Regions from separate parts of the Mus musculus genome. Here regions 1, 3 and 4 are each linked to region 2. A link is a contact called in public promoter capture Hi-C data. All regions are on one chromosome and are shown on one strand. Each heading gives the region's core, a stretch centred on a gene start, on an enhancer-like site or on the middle of the called end of the contact. The rest is flanking DNA. Distances are from core to core; before and after follow the strand shown. Region 1 holds the start of Utp11 (UTP11 small subunit processome component). Region 2 holds the start of Ubiad1 (UbiA prenyltransferase domain containing 1). Region 3 holds the start of Elovl1 (elongation of very long chain fatty acids (FEN1/Elo2, SUR4/Elo3, yeast)-like 1). Region 4 holds the start of Ctps (cytidine 5'-triphosphate synthase).

Region 1 (2,736 bases), core at 135-2,634, about 24 Mb before region 2:
CGGACAAATCACAACCCTGGCCCAGGATGTGCTCCCACAAACACCCGCTCACACACTCACACTCAGTAATCTTTTAATTTAAAAAATGTTAGTGTGGCCGGGCAGTGGTGGCGGCGCACACCTTTAATCCCAGCACTTGGGAGGCAGAGACAGGCGGATTTCTGAGTTCGAGGCCAGCCTGGTCTACAAAGTGAGTTCCAGGACAGCCAGGGCTATACAGAGAAACCCTGTCTCGAAAAACCAAAAAAAAAAAAAAAAAAGTTAGTGTGTGTGTGAGAGAGAGAGAGATAAAGAATATGAATGAATGTGAGTGCAGGGCCTATGGAGGCCAGAGGGGGTGGTGGAATTCCTAGAGTGGAGTTAAAGCTATTTGTGAACCCACAATGTGAGTGCTAGGATTTGAACTCTGAGAGAGCAGCCGAGTACTCTTAACGGCTAAGCCCTCTCTCCAAGGCTTGTTAAAAGCTTGTTTGAACCAGTTATGATGTAATTTCTGAGAATGGCAAAGTGGATAAAGTGATTCTGCATACATCTTTATTTGTATTGCATATCCAAACCCTAACACATTCTCCTGAGTAAATCCACACCTATTTATTCTAACTAAATTAAGTGGGGGAACTCCCCACTTCCCTCCTTTTTTTCTTCTTACCAAGGACTACGCCTACTGCCCTTACTTGCTAGGCAAGCAGTTCACCATTGAGGCCTATGTCTAGAATTTTTTTAGATTTTTGAGTCAGGTCTAAGTGACCCAGACAGGCCCCGATTTTGGGATCCTTCTGCCTTGGCCTCTTGGGTAGATGCCATTATAGACCTGGGCTATGAGGTCCAGCAAAGTTTGTAAATGGTCAAGACATTCTCCAGAAGGGATAAGGAAAGTGCCACGATTTTAGGGGGAAGCATATGACAGATCTACACGAACCGCAAATCCCATGCCAAAAGTTGGGCCCAGTTTAGGAACACCCGGGCATGCGTCGGTTGTGAGGCGCCTACTGTCGCTGGTCACTCGGTTACATTCCTTTGACTTTGGTCTCAAGTTCCCAGGGAAAGGCCTCTAGCACACCCTGCCTCACTCAATTACCCACTGACCCTCTACCGTAGAGAATGACAATCCTCCTACCCTGTCCCTGGGTCTCCCCGACAAGGCACGCTGGGGTCAGGCCCCATGTGTTGGGTATTGACTGAAGGCAGATGCGCTGTCCCGTATCCGGATGCAGGGACAGCGAGGGGGCGGGGGCCACTGCAGGCGCCCCTGAGGCTTGCGAGGGCCTACCTGGCTTCGTTCTCGGTGTTCCCGCTGCCGGGTCTTGGCTGCCTTGCGAAAAGCCGCCGACATGCCTACTGAGGTCTAGGAAATGCTCAGCAAACTCCACCACCACGACAGCACTACCCACCCCGCCGCGTCCGCCAAGACACCGGAAGCAGGCCCAAGACGCGGCTTGCAATGCAGCCTATCAGAAGCCTGCTTTACCGGAAATACAGCCCCTCTCAAGCGGCCTGAATCGGAGGGTTCTGGGAGATGTAGTTTCCAAAGCTAGAGTCTTGGGATTCTTTCACAGCTCTCGGTTCGCAGAGAACGTCCACTGGTCCAGAGACCTAGACTTCGCTCCAGGCCGCACGTTGGCATCTGGGAACACATGGCTGGCACTGCTCTCTGGCTACGCTCGGCTTGCGTGTGCGCATGTGCTGTCACCTGAGACTTGGTGTGGGTTAAGATTCTAAGTAGAACTAGAACGTGGCTCACACCTTTAACCCCAGCTCTCTGGAGGTAGAAGCTGGCAATTTTCTGTAAGTTCAAGGCTAACCTGGTCTTACATAGTGATTGCCAGGCCAGCCAGGGCTACATAGTAAAATAAATCGCAGTCTAAAAACAAAACAAAAACAAACAAACCAAAAACTAGAAATAATGTGAATCTTACAGTATACTAGAAAGAGTACTTTAAAACCATATTTGGCTCCTCAGCTGACTTCTGGCTGCGTGGCTCTGAGCTGATTGCTTGACTTTAAAGAGCATCATTTTTCTCACCCATAAAACGAACATAATAATAGCAGACTGGTCTTGCTCATAGGAGTATCAAGGGCTCTGAGTGGCAGAACTGTATCTATAAGCAGAGTAGAAAAGAATCATCTAATAGCAATAAAGTTCCGAGTCCTTCACAGCCATCAAAGTTGTGCGTCTAGCTGGCCGACTTAACATAAGGTAGTTAATGTGATGGATAGAGAGCCGCGAACTGTGGAGGGAGTGTTCTGGTGCCAGCTCTGCTCTTAACCAAGGAAAGTTAGTTTTGCTGAGGCTTGGTATCCACATCTAGTTGTAAAATAATAAAATAATACTATACCCTCAGGATTTTGAGGTTTAAAAGACATATGTTTTCAGTGCTTAATGTTGGGTTTACTTGTTAGCAGGTTCACAATAAAATTGATTTGTTTCTGTTTTTGTTTTGTTTTGTTTTGTTAGTTTGTTTTATTGGGGTTGACTTAGTCTGATTAGGTTTGATGTTTTGAGGCAGTGTCTAGCTATGTAGGCCTGGCTGCACTGACACTCATAGATCAAGCTGGCCTCAGATTCACAGTGATCTCTTGCGTCTGCAAAGAGCTGGGATTACAAGTGTGTGACAGTGTGCCCAGCCATCCTGTTATTTTTGTCACCACTAAAGCTACCTTTAAGTAGCACAAGAGAGAGTTGGACCCAGCCAAGCATCACAGCAATGTTTGGGTTTGTTTGTGCTCTCCCCCCCC
Region 2 (2,700 bases), core at 44-2,543:
TCCCTTGCCAGGTAAGTATGAACATTTATTTATTTCTGTATTTTATGTACATGAATGCTCTGTTTGCACTGTAAGCCTGCATGCCAGAAGAGGGAATCAGATCCCATTACAGATGGCTGTGAGCCACCATGTGGTTGCTGGGAATTGAACTCAGGACCTGTGGAAGAGCAGCCTGTGCTCTTAACCACTAAGCCAACTGTAGGGGGGTCTCCAGCCCACAGTAAGAGATCTTAAAGGCTAAGCCATGTCTCCATCGGGGGAGCAGTGTTCATAATCCACTGCCAAACCAGTATTTTCACAACTTAAGGTTTCAAAGTATCCACGATACACACATTTTGGATTTCCAGTCAAGTGGCCTACTTTAGTAAGGCGTCTTTGACACGTCTACCATTCCTATGGAAGGTAGCAGTTTCCAGTTTAGGCAACTGGGACCTTAGAGCAGGAAACAGGCCAATTCTTACCTCCTGTGTAGAGAAAGGAGCCAGACAGGCCTCCGAAGTAGATGAGAGCCAAGTGTTCCAATTTCAGAGCGGACAGGTAGTAGAGGCAAGCAGCACAGACGCAGCCCAAGGTGTAGAGGAAGACTCCAAATCGAACAACATCCTGGGGCTCCAGAATTCTGTCCACCAAAGTTCTGTCATCACTCTTTTTGTGGTCAATGCCCTTGGAAAAGTCATAGTATGTGTTGACCAAATTGCCGGCCCCGTGTACAGCCAGGACAGCCACTGCACAACCCAACAACAGCCTGGGATCCAGGACACCCTGAGACCTGTAGGCCAAGGCACTGCCCAGGGCCACAGGGGTGAGTGAGGCACTGAAGCTCCAGGGCCTCAGGGCCAACACGTAGGAGGCGCACTTGTGCCTCCAGGATCGTTCGGGAAGCCTGTCCTGCTCGGGCCATTCGTTCTTCTGCGGGTCCCCGACCTTGGCTGTCTCTCCTGCCAGGATATTAATCTTCTCCCCCGGGGCCTGTACCGCAGCCATGGAAGCTACACGTGGCTAAAGTCAATTCTAAAAGTGAGCCACTCAAGGGGACCGCCCCAGGACGGAGACAGGCGGGACAGCCTGGCCTGACCTTTCTCTGGTTCCGCCCCCGGTCAGGGTTTGGGAGGCGGGGAAAACTGAAGACAGCAACCAGGCCATGCACCGCCACGGGGCCAGCGGCGCTGCCCGCCCACCTGTCACCTGAGCGAAGCCTGTCTGGGGTCGCTTCCCCCGTGCCACAACTCAATAACCCGCCTCAGCCCGCAACCCCTATCGGGCGGACGGCGCCGCCATCTTGTGCGTCGGCCTCAGGAGGCCGGCCCGGAAACTCGGACCTGGGGCGGGCAGGGCCCGGTGAAGGCCGGCGAGGGGCGTGGTCGGAGAGGGGTGTGGTCAAAGGCCAGAGCCCAGGTTCAACAAATTAGCTAAAAGCAAGTCACTGGAAAGAAGCAGCTGTTTAGCCCTCCTGGGATTTCAGGGCGTGTCGCTTTGCGTTATACTGGGCAGGTTCACTTACTGAAATAAGAAATAAGACTCATTTGTGGTTACCCCAATACATCCTACGTTGAAAGTATTGTGCGCATTGCTGGGCTGGTGGTGCATCCTTATGGCCCTAGAACTTGGGAGACGACGACAGGAAGAGAATTCAAGGACATCCCTTATTATATAGTGAGTTTGAAGCCAACTCAAGCTTCGTGAGATTATCTTTTTGTTTGGTTTTCGGTTTTCAAGACAAAGTTTCTCAGTGTATGTAGCCCTGGCTGTCCTGGAACTCACGCTGTAGACCAGGCTGGCCACGAACTCAGATTTACCTGCCTCTGCCTCCCAGGAGCTGAGTAAGATTAAAGGTGTGTGCCACCACCACCCTGCAAAAAGGAGATGGAGAAGAGGGAAGGGAAGGAGAAAGGAAAGGAAATGGAAGGGAAGAGAGGAGAGACCGAAAGAAGAAAAGAGAAGTGTTCATAAGCCAAGAGCTTGGAAAAGAAAATGCGGTACTATGTGATGGAACATGTATGTATAGCTGGAAGAAAAAGAAGTAGGAAGCTTTCTGTGTACTAAGATGTAAAGACCTACATGGTTTTTTGCTTTGTTTCTGGAGACAGGGCCAGGACTGATGGCTCAGCGGTTAAGAGCATTAGCTGCCCTTCCAAAGAACAGGGTTTGATTCCTAGCACCCCCAAGAGCTCACAACTGCTTGTATCTCCAGTTCCAGGGGATCTGACCCCCTATTCTGGCCTTTAAAGGCACCAGGCATGCATACATGCAAGAAGATCACACTAGATATACATATATACAGGCAAAACACCTATTCATAAAAAATCCAATAATAAAATGGCAGGGGCCTATATAGCTCAGGCTGGCTAGAAATTGGCAATGTAGCCCATAATGACCTTGAAATTTTGATCCAACCTTGAATCTCCTCCAACTCCCTGAGTGCTGGAATTACAAGCATTCACCCACACTTGGTTTTATGGGGTGCTGGGGATTCCACATGCTAGGCAGATAATCTACTATCTGAGCTACATCCCAACCCTACACCCTGCAGGCTTTTGTGAACATCCTAACGTGGGAACTGCCCCTGAGTCCTGTGAAAGAACAGCTGGTACTCAACGAGAGTTGAAATGTTGGAGGGAGGGGATGCTGCGATGGGGATGTAAAGTGAATTTTAAAAAATAAATGATCAGGAAAAATTAAAAACCACAAAAAACCCACACA
Region 3 (2,842 bases), core at 339-2,838, about 30 Mb before region 2:
CGTGGAGTTGGGAAAGGTGCAGAAAATACATTAGTCAGAAGCAGGAGTGGTTTACAGAGTGGAGATCTGACTGCATCTCACGATGATGAAGGCTTGAGAGTCAGAGGCAGCCCCATAGATGGATATGTTTGTATGTAAATTTGTGCACATTCATCTAACAAGTCTTAATCACACATGCAAAACACCATCCCGAACGCTCCACTGGGAGCTTTTGGATCCACCACAGATGTTCACTGGAGAGAAAGCTGCTGACATTTGATGGCTGGAGTTCAGGCTATGGCTTGAGAATGACATTTCAGGGACATGGGGGTCTAGTATACAATGATACAGAAGCTGGGTTTGGAAGTAAATTCTCTGCTGGTTGTTTTTTTTTTTTTTTTTTTTTTTTTTTTGGTCAAGAGTAGGTGCTAACAGGTAAACAGGTAATCTAAAGAATGCTGAAAACTATACTCTGGCCTTCATCTCTTATCAATGCCTAGGTAACCAAATCCACCAATTATGAACCTATTATCCTTCCTAGCCACTGCCTCTTCTAAATTCCTCAACTCTCTGCCTACTTACATCATCCAGTTGTCCAAGCTGTAATTGAGTCTTTATAGGAAAGACAGATTTCATGCCATGCAATAGTTGGACTATCTGGTGCTGGGGTGGGTGGGTGGTGGTACTGAATTGACATCTAACTCCTCCCCCACCCCTACCCCTGCAACGTTGTCTGGCTTTCCCAACCCCATCTGTTACCTCTTCAGACCAGCTGTTTTCCTCTCACCTGGTCTCTCTAGTACCTTGTACCTGGGTTATAAGTTATGTTAGTGTGGGGAGCAGAGCTTAATGTGGTTTCGCTCACTGTAGATGGCCAGTAAATGTCTGACAGATGAGATGAGCTGCCTCAAAATTCTTGTTTTCTTCTGCTTCTAGAATAAGTCAGGCAGCCTCATTTGGCCTCCAAGATCTACTACATTGAACCACAGCCAATTTCACTTGCTACCCCCACCCCCACCCCCTTTCACTACCTTGAAGGCCAGTTTAGACAGTGATTCACAGTTCTTGCCTGGGGCCACTTGTATTCTCCCATCTCCGTTCCAGGAAATCCTCTCTGTGCCTCCTAAAGCTAGGACTCATCCAAGTTTATAGGCTCTGAGAAGCATGGTGGTGGCCGACTGCTGCCTCCCGCTAAAGCCTCCCGCCACCCCAATCAGCCCTTAGTAGGCACAGCTGGCCCTCCTCTTCCAGGAAAAGCCTTGAGGGAACGGTTGAACCCTGGAAATTTCCCGTAATCATAAGCCGCGACTGTCACAAAGCAGACAGGAGATGAGTGGGTCCTCATGCTGGACTGGACAGAGGACCACGAATGGGGCCATGCAGGCTGAACCTCAAGAAGAAGCTGGGTGCGGGCCAAGCCATAGTCATCGGCGGGACAGGCTGAGAGATGCGAAGGAAGGGGTGGAGAGCTGGGGCTGGGTGTGCTTCCTGCCCCGGGATCTGGCGACCCGCCCCTGCTCCCGCCCTGGCGGCCAGGCAGGCGCTGGACGGCCCCTCCTGCCTCGGCCAGCCGCCCAATCAGCAGGCGCCCCCCGCCCGGCCCGCCCCCTCCCCCTCTGGTGACAGAAAGTCGGCCCAGCAGATGAGGAAGTGGCCGGCAGGCGGCCCTGGGGACTTCTCTCCGGCCCTGATCCCTTTGAACCCTTCACTGCTGCCCGCCTGGTTTCCACTGGTGAGTGTGTACCTTCCATGGCTCCCCACGTGCCAGCGCCCCCTGCCTGGCTGGCCAGGCTAGCCCTGCCCTGCCTGCCTTGCCCTGCCCTGCCCAGGCTGTGGGCGAGGCTGTTCCTGGGGCGAGTGGGTGGGAGGTCCCAGGCACTGGGGCTGGGCCTGCCCACAGGATCCCTCCCCGGCACCTTGGCCCCTGACCCCCATTTGCTCACACCTAGTTCTTTTTCAGCACCTCCTGGCCTTCCACCCTTTGCCCACTCCTCTCTTTTCCCTTCCTGCCCCATGCCGGTGCCCTTTTTCTTTTCCATCCATCTTAAGGGAACTGGCTCTGTTTCACTGCGGGAGGGGGGTGGTGCGCACCCGGGTTTCCCTCAAACTTAGGGAGAGATCCTCAGAAGTCTGGACTCCCTCTTGCCCTCTGGGTCACTGTGTATCTCCCGGTGTTAAGTGGTGGTGAAGGGCGAGTGAATTGGAGGAGGTGGTTGAGGGAGGAGATAAGGAACTGGCAAGCTCACGTGTGTCAGAGCACATGCCTAAGTGCTAGGCCCCACTCCAACATAAGCCACCAACCAAAGTCTAACTGTAGGAAGAAATGAGTGTCACTCACCAGAGAGCTGTGTGTGCAGAAGGGAGGTGTGGGTGAAGATGTACCCATGCCTGGTCAGCTGTATGTCCCGCGGTTAATGCAATCCCTGACAGGTGTGAAGTTTAGGAGCCTGGCATGTCCGAGTCCAGTAGGGAGGCCTGTTTGGGTGATGTGGTCAACAAGATATGCCTGGACTGTGTGTGGATGTATGCTGGCTAGCTCCTGGCGCGGTATGCATGTCTCTGGGGGTGGTTGAGAGCGGTGTGATGAAGGTACATATTACTGTGTGAGAGCGTGGATGTGGATGGTAGAACTCAAGCCCCAAGGCTGGAGATTGATGGAGAGCAGCTGGAGCACTCCGCTTGTTGGGCAATTGCCGGAGTCCTCTGGGACAAAGTCCTAGGCTCTCCTGGGTCTAGGCTAAATTTTTGTATCCCTATAAACTTTCCCTTGGCATTCCTTCCAACTTTGAGGAGGAGGGGACCTAGCCCATGAGGCTCCCTCCCAGAAGAGGGAAAGATTCCTGAGACCTCCCCCACTCTCCCA
Region 4 (2,843 bases), core at 292-2,791, about 28 Mb before region 2:
AAACCTGGCATCCTGGCATTTCTTACTAAGACTACAGCCTAGACTCACTGAGTCAATTTCTGATGTTCCTACAGATTCCTCAGTTCAGAACAGGTTGTCACGGGATCACCTCATCTTGTCCCAACTTTATTCAGATCTCTCTGTGTGTATGTGCGTGTGTGTTTCTGAGAGAGAGAGAGATTGAGACTCAGACAGACAGACAGACAGACAGACAGACACTAAGATTCTGGCAGTCTCCCAGAGTGACTGGCAAAAAAATATTCCAAAAGCCACAAAGAGCCAGTTGGAGAGGACCCATTCCCTAACGTTTACAAACTACCTATTATGGGAGAGCTACTCACATGCTGGGGGTACCACAAACTTAAGTCAAATGTGGGTCCAACTTAAGTATCTCCGGGAGAGATGACCTGGACTGAGGGAGGATCCAGGAGCTCCTTTTGAAAACCTGCCTTGTAATGGGCCCGTAAGGCTGACTGACTGAAATGAGCTAGGAATCAGGCAAAGCATGAACAAGCAGGTGAGCCCACAGGATGCACCAAGAAAAAAAGATTAGGGCAAAGGGATGGCCAGGGGCCAGTCCATGGGCAAAGTTGAATGTCCACGCTGCACTTTTTTTTCTGAAGATGACAAGACACAAAAGGTTTTTCAAGTACAGGAGCTATAATATAGAGCAAGGGGCACCAGATAAATTCACGAATGAAAAATGTGAAAGCTTTTGTTAAAAAAAAAAAAAAATGAAGTTGGTGAAAATCAGGCTCAGGATCCACCGCAGATGTGCTGAAATCTAAATCTAGCCCCGAAGTGCCTGATGCCCGGGTTCGCACCGCCGTAAAAAGTGGGACGAGAACCACAGCAGCACCCACCCGCGTCACCCGGCTGCTGAGGATTTAAAATAATGAGTGTGGACGTAAGGCAGCCACGCTGACGTAGTGGCCTCAAGAACGCCAGCATCTTCGCGCTGGGCTGGAAAGAGAGACAGCAGCTGGGTAGCCTGGGCCGTGAGGCCCAGCGAACCTACAAGCCCCTTCCTCCCGCGCGCCGGGCAGCGCCGGGAGGAGCTCAAGGCCGCCAGTCGGGCCCCATCACAGGCTGGGGCTCTGGGAGACCCCTCCGCGGCGGCACACCGCGCTCTCTACCTCACCAAGCCCGGCTGCCCGCGTCGCCGGACTCGGCCCCTTTCCTTAGCCGGGCCACGCGGCCCGCGCGCGGGAGCCGGCAGCTCGCGTTCCGGGACTGCCCGCCCCACTCCCGTTAGAGATGCAGCCCATTGGGCAGAACGCCGGGCCAGCTCTCCCCTGATTGGTGAGAAGAGACGTTTATCGCCCCGGCGGCGTGGCCGTCCGCGCCGGGCTCTGTCGGCGCCACAGGCTCTTGCACCCGGGAGCCGTTCCACCGGGATCCCTGAAGTCTGCCTACCTGAGGCCGGCTTCGGAGTCTCGTGTCAGCCACAGCAAGGCCGGCGCGCGCGTGGTGAGCCTCGGGCAGCCAGTGCTCGGCCGGGCCGCATGCGCCAGCCGTCTTTCTGAGAGGCGGGCTCTAGGCGGTGCGCACGCAGAGGGCGGGGAGAGGCGGGCCCAGGGGAGGGTGGGGCTAGGGCGCGCATGCGCGGGACGTCTCGCCGCAGCTTGTTGAGTGGCTACTGCGGGTGGGTCTCGGGAGTTGTGGGTTCTGTGGGCTTCCTCGCCCGAGGTCTAGAGGATGCTGGTGACTCGCATCTAACCGGAACCCTGAGGGCCTTTGCCTGGTCCCGCAATAGCCGGTGGACACTCTCACCTCCCATCCGCCTTCCCTCAGGCTGCGGGCCAAATCATCTCGTGCTCTCGCCCCGCACCGCCGCCTTCTCCCGGTGCCTGCTTGTCTCCCTCTTAGGCCGGGCCGCTTGGCTTCACGTCCTAGCCAGCTGCCTTTCCACACAACGCACCCTGACGGTGCCTGCATTAGAACAACTGTCGCGAGCCTACTTCCATCCGGCACTAAATGTAGAGAGGCAAACGAGCCCACTTCTAACAAGTCATGGGGATTTTCACAGACGATTGGGACTTGGGGAGTTAGTGTACAGCGGGTTCTGAACACGTAGCAGAAACGTTTACTGGCAAGGAAGGGAGGGAGGAATAGAAAATGAGGCAGAAGAAAAAGTCTGTGTGCACATTCCAGGCGAGGTCCAGAAGAGCCTTGCAGAGTGAACAGTGCAGGCTGGAGAGGTTGGAAGGGCAGCTCTATGCAGAGCGTTGTAGGCAAAAGATTTACAGCACCCAAGGTGATGATTTTGTCTTTTGAATACTACATAAACCCATGTGAGTTTTTAATACCCTCCACCCTGCAAAAACTACACAAAGGTTTCCTTAGGAAGTACCTTGTACCTTGAACTCCATCCAGGAGGCTTGTTTCCTTCCATTAGGAGTAATTTATTGCTTTTTTTTTTCTTCTGTCTTTGCTGAAAGAGTTAAAGAAAAGGTATGCCTCCCATGACCATACTGGTTTTTTTCAGGAAAATGACTCAAACAAGTAGAATTCCAAGAAACCACTTAGGAGAATTCTACAGGGGCTTCTCTCGGAGACTTCCGGATTCTTTCAGATCCCAACCAACAGCATGCTCTGAGTCTGCCCAAATACCCAAACTGCTCTGCTCCAAGAAGCTTCCATAAGAGGTACAAAACTGAACTCCTCCCCCAGTCGCTCTTCTGGGGGACCCCTTCACTCCCCTCCACTCTCCCATATTCTCTTTGATGGTCTTGCTTTCCATTTCACCAAGAAAATGCAAGCCAACAAGAGAACTTCTGTCTACCAGCCTGCTTTCATGTGTGCGAGCAGCATGGTCTTTCATCTTGGTACTTCAGACAAGT

Evidence for each region. Promoter capture Hi-C pulls out the DNA fragments that hold promoters and counts their contacts.
Region 1: a contact with region 2 is called in a promoter capture Hi-C map of pre-B cells. The contact joins the promoter of Utp11 here to the promoter of Ubiad1 in region 2. A contact is called at or near these places in 2 of 39 promoter capture datasets (cranial neural crest and pre-B cells) and 1 of 484 Hi-C or Micro-C datasets (CD4 T cells).
Region 3: a promoter capture Hi-C map of pre-B cells shows a contact between it and region 2. The contact joins the promoter of Elovl1 here to the promoter of Ubiad1 in region 2. A contact is called at or near these places in 5 of 39 promoter capture datasets (cranial neural crest, frontonasal cranial neural crest, maxillary cranial neural crest and 2 more).
Region 4: a contact with region 2 is called in a promoter capture Hi-C map of second pharyngeal arch cranial neural crest. The contact joins the promoter of Ctps here to the promoter of Ubiad1 in region 2. A contact is called at or near these places in 4 of 39 promoter capture datasets (cranial neural crest, maxillary cranial neural crest, pre-B cells and 1 more).

The regions. Positions count from the first base shown.
Region 1 is chr4:124,692,170-124,694,905 of GRCm38.p6, forward strand. Utp11 (UTP11 small subunit processome component) reads right to left here and starts at 1,385. Exons shown (of 8, transcript NM_026031.3): 1 at 1,271-1,385. The coding sequence starts at 1,333.
Region 2 is chr4:148,443,467-148,446,166 of GRCm38.p6, forward strand. It overlaps Ubiad1 (UbiA prenyltransferase domain containing 1), which reads right to left and starts at 1,294. Exons shown (of 2, transcript NM_027873.3): 1 at 462-1,294. The coding sequence starts at 984. It also overlaps the pseudogene Gm23303.
Region 3 is chr4:118,426,505-118,429,346 of GRCm38.p6, forward strand. It overlaps Elovl1 (elongation of very long chain fatty acids (FEN1/Elo2, SUR4/Elo3, yeast)-like 1), which reads left to right and starts at 1,589. Exons shown (of 8, transcript NM_019422.3): 1 at 1,589-1,711.
Region 4 is chr4:120,568,735-120,571,577 of GRCm38.p6, forward strand. It overlaps Ctps (cytidine 5'-triphosphate synthase), which reads right to left and starts at 1,542. Exons shown (of 19, transcript NM_016748.2): 1 at 1,417-1,542.